Regions from separate parts of the Oryctolagus cuniculus genome. Here region 2 is linked to region 1. The links are chromatin contacts, called in public Micro-C maps. All regions are on one chromosome and are shown on one strand. The core of a region is the stretch at or near the end of the contact, and the rest is flanking DNA. Distances in the headings are between cores, read along the strand shown.

The links. Hi-C and Micro-C count contacts between places; a contact is called where the count stands out from the background.
Region 2: a contact with region 1 is called in a Micro-C map of ear pinna, with 10 times the contacts expected there. The contact joins the enhancer-like site here to the promoter of SLCO3A1 in region 1. A contact is called at or near these places in 3 of 6 Hi-C or Micro-C datasets (ear pinna, psoas muscle and an unstated tissue).

The regions. Positions count from the first base shown.
Region 1 is chr12:2,717,038-2,721,696 of mOryCun1.1, reverse strand. SLCO3A1 (solute carrier organic anion transporter family member 3A1) reads right to left here and starts at 2,323. Exons shown (of 11, transcript XM_070053479.1): 1 at 1,900-2,323. The coding sequence starts at 2,079.
Region 2 is chr12:2,825,229-2,829,887 of mOryCun1.1, reverse strand. All of the region lies in intron 2 of SLCO3A1 (solute carrier organic anion transporter family member 3A1), which reads right to left. Among named protein-coding and RNA genes, the nearest start is that of SLCO3A1, 110 kb to the right of the region's middle. Within about 2 kb of position 2,052, at least 1 of the 8 cell types and tissues checked has an H3K27ac peak or open chromatin away from gene starts, as enhancers often do.

The DNA of each region.
Region 1 (4,659 bases), core at 1,074-3,573:
CTGCAGGGAGTCTGGGACTCAAACAGGAGCTGTGGTCGGCACTGAACTTGCCCAACCTCTCTCTCTCTCTCTCTCTCAGAAGCAGCAGCGGCACCGCGCCATGGCAGGACCCTCCCCGGGGGTCTGCAGGTGCTTTCGCAGAGGTCAGGCTGACGGGGGGACGCCCACCTGCACAGGGTCCCAGGTTCCCGAAGACGGCCGAGAGGCACAGTAAGGAGGAGATCTGTCCTTCCCAGACACCCCGCGGCGTCTCATCCTCCAGTGACCCCCCGGAGCGGCCCACAGTCCAAGGCACAGCCCAGGGTCCCAGGCACGGCGCCCACCTCCCAGACAACAGATGGCGAGAGCGCTGAGGGCCAGGAGCAGGGGCCGGCGCAGGCCGACTGCTTATTTTCACGAGGTTCGGATGACAAGGAAAGCCGGGGGCAGCCGGGCAGAACGCAGCCCTGGGAACCTTCCGCCTCCTCTCCTGCTCATCAAAAGGACTCCCACCGGCCTGTGTGCCCCTGGCCTCCAGCTGCTCCCTGAGAGTCACCTGTGGGCTCGGGTTACCCGGCCCCTCCCACCAGGCTGTCCTCAGCCACAGGCCGCCAGCAGGTGCACGGAGCTCCCCCCTCCCCCTCCCCGGGAAGCCCACTCCCACGGGGCTGCTCAGGAACATGGCCCGGCAGACGCAGCACCCGTAAAGGCCAGCTCCTGCCTCTCCATGGCCTGTGCCCTCAGCGTCCTGAGAAGTTCTGTCGGGGTCTGCCACTCGCACTCCACGGGCGACAGGCAAACAAACTTGGACTGGAGGCAGCTGCTGCTAGCACGCAGTCCACCCCTTATGCACACACACCTGCTCGGGCGGCACCTGCTTTGCATACGCACAGAGCAGGCCTACCGGCACCCTGTGAACGCACACTTGCATCCTAGCCAGTCCGTGTGCCCATTTAAACGTTTTCACAAATCCCCCCAAGGGAGCCTCGACACGCAGCTCTCCCCTAGGCCCGGACTCTGAAGTCCACAGTGTCTGCAACCCAGACAGGACCGGCACAACTGAGCGGGACTCACCCACAGCCCGTGGGTGAGCAAGTTCAAGATGTAGGAGGCAGAGATGGGCAACACAGATGCACCTCGATCTCCCAGGCCCTGGGACAGAGGAACCGCACAGGCGCCCGGCAGCCGTGACACCTGGCAGGACTCCCTGGCAGCGCAGGGGGGCCCAGGGCTCTCCCGGCAGGGGTGACCCCACAGCCTGCACCCTCCTGCCCAATCCCATCCCCACCAAACTCGCTCACCGGCACCAGGGCTCTGATTCCAGTGCGGCGGCCAAGAACGGATTTCACACTGGCCGGTTCTTGCTGCTCACACGGAGGCTGGACCAGGGCCGGCTGGGTGCTCTCGGGCCCTCGGGGACCCGGACCACCAAGCGCGGTGGGAACTTGTCAGTGCTGAGTCATCACCCGGGGGCCAGCCCAGACACCTAGAGTCGCGCAGGGACGCGACCCCCTGGCGGGTCCGCAGCCGCGGAGAGTGAAGGCACCAACGCGCCGCTGGCCGCCAGGTGCCAGGCTCTGTCCCCGCCGTTACCAGATCCGGAGCGGCGGCGACCGGGCATCTGGCATCTGGACCCCGGGCAGGCTGTGGGGGTGGGGGCGCCCCCCACCGCGGCCGGCTCCCCTTGGAGCCCTGCGGGCCCCGGCGGCGGCCGCGGACAGGCTGCGTAATGGACGCGCTCCCCGCCACGCAGGCTTCTGGGCTCGCCGGCCGGCTCGCGGTCCCGGGGGGAGGAGCGGCTTCCCGCACCCCGCACCCCCGGCCCCGCTCCGCGCCGGGCGAGGTCACCGCGCCGCCGCCGCCGCCGCCAGGGCCGGGCCGGGGCGCGGGGCCGGTGGCGGAGTTGGCGCAGGCACTCACCAGGTAGGCGCCCACCGTGCCCTGCGCCAGCATCAGGGCGCACTCGGACACCAGGAAGATCTTGATGTTGGAGAAGCACGACGCCTTCTTTTTCTTTTTCTTGTTCCGCTGCGCCTCGTCCCCCTGCAGCTCGCCGCTCCGGCCGCCGCCCGACGAGCCACCCGGCTTCTTGCCCTGCATCCTTCGCCGCCGCCGCCGCCGCCGCCGCCCGGGTGCGCGCCGCGAGCCTGCGTGCGTCCCCGCCCGGCCGCGCGGCCGCCCCCGTCCTGCGGGCGCAGGGGTGGAGGCCGGCTCCTGGCGCCGCGCTCGCCCTGCCTCCGCCCGCCCCGCGCCGCCGCCTCCGGCTCGCCTGTGCCAATCACCGGGCTGCTCGCGCCGCGCGCCGCGGCGGCCCCGGCCCCGGCTCCGAGGCCCGGCCCGGTCCCGCCGTGCGCCCGGGGAGGCCGCGCGGCCCAGGCCCGGAGGGTCCGCCCCCTCCGCTGCCCCCACCCCGGGGGAGCCCCGGCGGCGGAAGGGCGGGGGTCCCCGGGAGAGGCCGGCGGCGCGCGGCCCCCAGGTGGCGCTGCGGGGCCCAGGCGCGCGGAGACCGGTGCGGGGCGCCCCCGCGGGGCCGGGGAGAGCAGCCCCGTGGGAGCAAAAGGACCAGGGCCGGGCTCCGCGGGGCTAGGAAGCGGCCCCCCACCCCCCGCCCCTCCCAGCCTTCAGGGGTCAGGGGTCAGGGCCACGGGGCTCGACCCCGGCTCCGGCTCCTTGTGCCCACGCAGGCCCTGAACAAGCCCCAGCACCGCGGACGCCCTGGGTCCTCGCGCTCTTGACGGAGCCCTGGAATGAGAGCAGGCCGCCCCCCGAGTGGGCGCCTTCCAGGAGGGACATGCTGTAGGCCATGCTGGGCCGCCTCCCCCACCCTCCCCAGCCGCCCCTCCCAGGCGCTGTCACCAGGGTCCCTCCTGCCCCCGCCCCCCACTCACAGCCACTTTCCGGAACCTCCTATCTCCCTGGCATCCCCGGCCCTTGTCACTCTCTCGCCAGAGACCTTTTATTGTTATTATTATATATTTAATTATCGAAGGCAGAGTTAGAGAGAGAGAGGAGGAGACATACACACAGAGAGGTGTTCCATCCGCTGGCCCACCTGCCTCCACAGCCCTGGTTGGGCCAAGCTGAAGCCAGGAGCCAGGTGCTTCATCTGGGTCTCCTGTGTATGGCAGGGACCCCAACCCCAGGGCCATCTCCTGTTGCCTTTCCAGGCCATCAGCAGGAAGCTGGATTGCAAATGGAGCAGCCGAGTCTTGAACCTGTGCCCATATGGGATGGCGGCATCACAGGCAGAGGCTTAACCTGCTAGGCCACAGGACCATCCCCCCCAGCCCCCGAAGACCTTGACGGGCAGGCTCTCCCTGCGGTGACCTGTGCCCGGGGCTGAGCTGTGTGGGCCCAGGGTGGCGACCACTGCTGTGGTCACTCAGCAGCTGATGCTGTGTCTCAGGAAACACCGGGCTCTGAACCGCGCGCGGGCCAGCACCAGCCCTGGTGCACAGAGGCCCGTGTGGCAGGCCCAGCCTTTGACAGCAGGGAGGCTGCCTGCGGGGGTCTGCATGAGGGGCTCGGGGTAGCCGCGAGCCCCGTGTCACTCAGCAGGGAGGGACAGGCCACCAGGCCCCCGCAGTGTGAGAGGGACATGGGCGTTTCCGTGTAACCGTTTATGTTCAATTAAAAAAAAATCTTTCTTCAGAGACGTGCGGTTACTGCCAGAGCGAAGCTGTGGGTTCGTCCTGTGACCCATGACCAGGGCTGGGCGTGAGGCTACAGCAGCCGCCTGGTCAGCCTGGTGGTAGCCGGAGGCTAGGAGCCACCCCTCGGCCCCTCCCCCGTGCCATCTGCACCTGGGGTTCCTGGTGGATGGGGTCCGGCCAAGGAGCTGTCGCTGCTGTCCTCTGCGTGGTGCCGGGCTTGCTAGCAGCACTGATTCTCAAAACCAGTGGCGAGTGGTTCTCTAGAGCCGGCGGCCGGCAAGGGGCAGGAGGTAAGCCTCCCCTTCCACCCCAGGCCAGCCTGAGCCCCGTGGACCGTGGACGAGGCCGATGCTAGTGGGGGTGTAGCCCTGGAGACCCCCGGGGCCAGCTCTGGCGGCACCACGCCCTGGAGGCCTGGCGTGCCTGCTGCCCGCCCCCTTTGCGGGCTGGCCAGCTGCAGATGGCACGTTCGGGGCTGGCGCGGCACCCTGGACGCCCGCACAGCTCCCGCGGCTGTGTCGGCCCCTCTGACGCTGCTCTGGGCGAGGTGACTTTGGCAAGTCAGATGCACGTGTTGCGTGTGGGTCAAGGCCACGCATCCACGCCCCTCCCTCTGTCGGATGGCGGAGATGCCACCTAACCGTGACGGCTGATCCAGGAGCGCCAAAGACTGAGTGACAGAAGATACACTGGCCCTGGATCCCTAAAATGCAAAATGGCTGTAGGCAAACTCTCAGCGATCAATATTTGGAGAGACCCCAAGCACACACACACATGCTTGGAAGCACCGTCCATTGGCTCATCCATGCAGGCAAGAAGCGAGTTAATGTCTTGGTCACAGGGAAGGAATGACAGCGTCTGCCCGCGCCCCTGGGCAGTGGCGAGGCCTCCCAGCAGGCAGCCCCGGTGCAACGCAGCACAGCAGGAACCCTTGCTCGAGCAGGGCACACGCACCATCTTCTGCCAGCTTCAGTGTTGCTCACAAATGCAACGTTGAGAAATAAATGCAAAGAATGATTTCTGATTG
Region 2 (4,659 bases), core at 803-3,302, 110 kb before region 1:
AGAGGGCAGCCTTGCCCTGCAGAGATGGGGACCGGCTGTGGCCTGGGCGGAAGGCTCCCCCCGAGAGCAGAGCGCGTTCTCCTGCAGCCCCCTCGGCTGACACCGAGGCCGAGGCCCTGACACCGCAGCGGAGCACATCCCCGGGAGGAGCCTGCCGGGCACGAGCGTGCGAGGACCAAACGGCAGGACGCCGGGAGACACCGCACAGCAGGCTGGCCCTCACTGGTGCTGGAGCGGACAGGAGGCCCTGGATGGGGCTTGCGGCCGATGCCAGACCCCCTAAGAGCAAGGTGCACCCACGGCAGGCGGCTGTGGCCAGGAGCTACAAGCCGGGCCGGCTGCCTCTCGCTCAGATCTGCCTCTGGCCCTGCACACCTGCTGCACGCTGACGGCGACAGCGGGCCTGGGTCCTGCCCCAGAGACGGGTGCTGCCTGGGCTCCCCAGGGGTTTCAGCCTGATGGACAGCTCCGGGCTAGGTGGGCCTCGGCCCCATGTCCTTGCAGGGCTTCCCTTCCTGGCACCGGGAACCAGGGGGCCTCCAGAGTGCGTCTCGGCAAATGGGAAGGCACAGGGATGCCTGACGCGTGCCTGCAGGGCTGGGGCCGCGGTCACCCTGCCTGGCCAGGCCGAGGTCACCAAGCACAGCGGCAGGACCGGGGTGTCTCGAGCCGGCAGCCCAGGCACTCCTGTGCCATCATGGTGGTCGGGCCCGGCCCCCGCTGCTGTGCTGCGGGCCCCCTTCTCCCTCCACTCCAGGCTCCCAGCACGGCCTCAAAGGTGCGCCTGCCACTCAAAGTCTGCCTTAAATACCACCGCCTCCACGCAGCCTTCCTGGACTCTCTCTTCTTGCCCTTCTGTCACAGCACTCGGCCTGAGCTCTTTCTGTCCTTGTGCTGGAAATCTGCCTGGGTGCGGCCACAGCTCCCTGGGTGGGGCGTGCCCCGAGAAGGGAGGGAGCGGAAGTCCCCATGCACGGACCCCACCCCGCCCCGTGAGCAGCCGGTGCTCCGCTCAGGGGGCTCTGGCCCTGGCTGTCTGGGTCTGGCTGGTGAGGATTTCCCTACGCCCAGTGGGTAGCAGGGAGCAGGGCCGGAGCCGGCAGATTCTCCCCAAAACCGGAGGACACGCCGTGCATCACCCCCCACCCCTGTAAATCCCAGGGCCCAGCGGCCCCAGGCGGTGCCTGAGGACGCGGGAACACACTGCTGGCAGGGAGAGTAAACCACGTGGCGGGAACCCACCCAAAGCACAGCGGGCTGCGCCTTCCAGGGGGGCCCATGTCCCACCCTTGAGAGCAGTGAGGTCCTGCCAGAGGCCCCCCTGCCACCCTGAGTCTGGGGTCTTCCTGGGCCCCTGTGTGCAGCCTGAGGCCCGAGTCCAGGCTGCCGGCTCGGGGGCAGGAGGTCAGGCCCGCGGCCCCCAAGTCCTCAGCCTCCTTGGCTCCACTGGGAAAACAGGGCAGTGACCCGCCTGCTGCAGGCCGTCGGTTCCACCTACCAAATCACGTCCAGGCTTGGGGGGGGTGGGGCTGTGATGAGACCACATGACCACCCCTGGCACTGTGGGGTCAGTCCTCAGCTCCTCCCCAACCCACATCAGATGTCCCCTGGGCGTAACCACGCCCCTGGCCGAGAGCCGCTGACCCATAGCCTGGATTCACCGGCACAGCGGCCGGCACAGAGCAGCGGCCCCAGTATCTGTGCACAGCTGAGTCTCCCCGAGAAATGGGCCTGAGATGGGGCACCCGAGGCTCAGGGAGACGCGGGCTCTCAGGCTGTGCAGCAGGGAGGCCCGACCTCCCTGCCTGAGGCGTCCCCAGCCCGGGGCGAGGAGGGCGAGCTCGCCTAGGAGCCTCCGGCTCACTGCTGATGCGCCTGAGACGGCACCGGCAGCTGATCACGGGCTCAGGCCCTGCGCCCACGTGGCAGGTCTGGACGGAGCTCCTGGCCCCGGCTCCACCCTGGCCCAGACCTGGCTTCCGCAGGCCTTTGAAGAATGAACCGGCGCACACAGGATCTCTCCACTCACCCCTCCCCCGGTCACTCTGCCCTTCAAATACGTCAGTCAGTCTTTTTAAAAGGTGGTTTTTCTAGTAAATCCTGGATGACAACGGCTGGAACCAGGTTTGCAGTCTGGGGCAGGGGTGGGGAGAGGGCCGGAGTCTCACGTCCCCGGGTGACAAACAGGTTTAGAGGTGGGGCTGTCCTAATCAGGTTTGGGCCCGGAGGAGAGACTGGAACTGACTCACGGGGTGAGGAGGGCAAGGGACGGCCCTGCCGTCCGAGCGGGAAGTGTGACCGCTCACTCGACGGCCGCGCTGCTTCCCTCCAAGGGCTGGGGCAGCACGCAGCCCACGGACAGCTCCCGCACCTGCAGCCCCGCCCACCTCGCCTGCACCACCCGGCTTTGCTTGCGGTGTTGTTCGGGGCAGGGGGCAGCCTGGGCCGGACGTGGGCGTGGCCTCAATGTCCACGTCCCATCCCTCACGCTGCCAGAGTCACACGCTGAAATCCCAGCCCCAGGAGCCCAGCGCGGCCAAATAGAGAAAAGACGCTGATTTTGGTCTTGGGGAGACACCAGGGGGACAGGAGCAGCTGTGGCCTGGGCACTCGCGGGAGGGAAGTTTCCCATGAAAATCTACAGCCGGGGAGGCTCCGTGCACCAGCAGGGACTGCACAGGCCTCCCCAGAGCCGGGCCAGAGGATCCCGCAGACGCCCAGCTCCCCTGCGAAGGGACTTGCGGTCCCCACTGTCGTCTGAGGTGGAGGGGACGGGGGCTCACATAACTGCGAACACGGGGCAGGCTGCCTTCCTCCCTCAGCCCCCCACGGTGCCCAGCTCAGGGACGGGGCGGCTCCCGGGCAGATGGCGGCTCCCCTGCACCTGTGACTGTGGGAATCCTGGGACGGAGCTACAGGCCAGGAGGACCCCAGGCTCATGCTGCACAGTGCAGGGGTCCTCTGTGTGGTTCGTGCACCTGTGTGCTCCCTGACAACACCAGTAAACCACCACGTATGTTGTAGGCACCACCCTGGACTTCCACTCCCCCCACAGCAGCTGGCACAGCTCCCAGGCCCCTGCACACCCGTCTGGACCCCCCTGAAGGTGCAGGCACCTGCTATCCACACGGCACACTCCCAAGAACAAAGACTTAAGAGTTGATATCAACTGGTTTCTCCAGACGCGTCAGAATGGCAGAAATAAGAGAAACATGAAGGAGAAAGTGTGACTCACCGAAGGGGACAGAGATCCCAGCATCGGGCCGTGAGGACGAGGACACTGACCAACGTCTGAGAAGAAATTTGCCAGACTGATGGCAGAGGACTCGAAACAGACAAGCGAAGACGTGAGCTAAAGAAACCTAAGTAGGACACGGATGAGAAATTCTGTTGGGGAACAGAAATATTAATAATCCAACTGAAATACCAGGAGTGAAGAATTCAGTCCATCAAGTAGAGAAGACCGTGGAAACTGCACGGCAGGCCCGGTGGGGCTCAAGGAAGGATTTCTGAGCTGGGAGTCCAAGGCCAAAAAACAACAAAGAAGAAAAAAATCAACAAAACACGAGTGCTGAGGATCTAAGGGACAAACAGACGTGGCTGGGGCATCCCTGAAGAAGCGGAGAGGCAGAGTGAGCCAGAAACCTAGGCAGTGGAGCGGAACATATCCCGAATGTGGACCAAGATATGGACGTTCCAGTACCGGAAGCACACAGAACCCCGGACAAGACCGGAGGTCGGGACTGCGACGTGTTATGTTCAAGATTCCAGAATAAAAGACAAAGGAAAGATCCTAAGGTGCCGGGGAGAAACGCCAGGTCGCCTTTAAGGGGTCTCCGACCCGATTCACAGATTTCTCGTGAGAAACCCCGCAGACGGGGAGAGTGGGGAGACGCAGCCCACGTCCTTAAAAACAAAACTGCCGCCCGGAACCCCGCCCCCTGTCCCGCGCTCGTCACGACTGAGGCGAGATAAAGGCCTTCCATAACACACAGAGATTGTTGAAGGCATTTGTCACCACCCGGCCGGCCGTACAAATGACGCTTAAGGATGTGACACGCACAGAAAGAGAAAGACAAGCAGCACCCTGAAAGAGCGGGACGGCAGAAAACCTCCCGGCAACGGTGCAAAGGCGATGCAAAACAACAATGGGGTTACGGACAGAAAAATGGCAGGGCCAAGCCGCCGCTCACCAGAAATGACCTTGCATGTGAGTGGACTGAACTGTCCAGTTACAGGACACGGACTGGCTGAAGGATTTAAAAACAGCACCCTTCTATTTGCGGCCTACAAGAAACACAACTCACCAATAAAGATCCCGCAGACTGGAAGCGAAAGGTTGGAAAAAGATATTCCATGCTAACAGAAACCGAAAACGAGCAGGTGTGAGACAACATAGACTTTCAGAGAAACCGTTCACAGAGACAAGGAAGGGCACTGTGCGGGGATGGAGGGGTCAGCCCAGCAGGAAGAGGCGACCGAGGAAGTGTGTGTGCACCCCAGGCTGGAGCACCCCGAGACGTGAAAGGAATGGTGATGGAGCCAAAGGAAAGCAGAGACTAAAATACAAGAACACAGGGGACTCCAACACCCCCGATGCCTCAGTGGACAGGCCAACCTGACAGGGCCTGTGTTGTGGCGTCACCTGCAGGGCCAGCA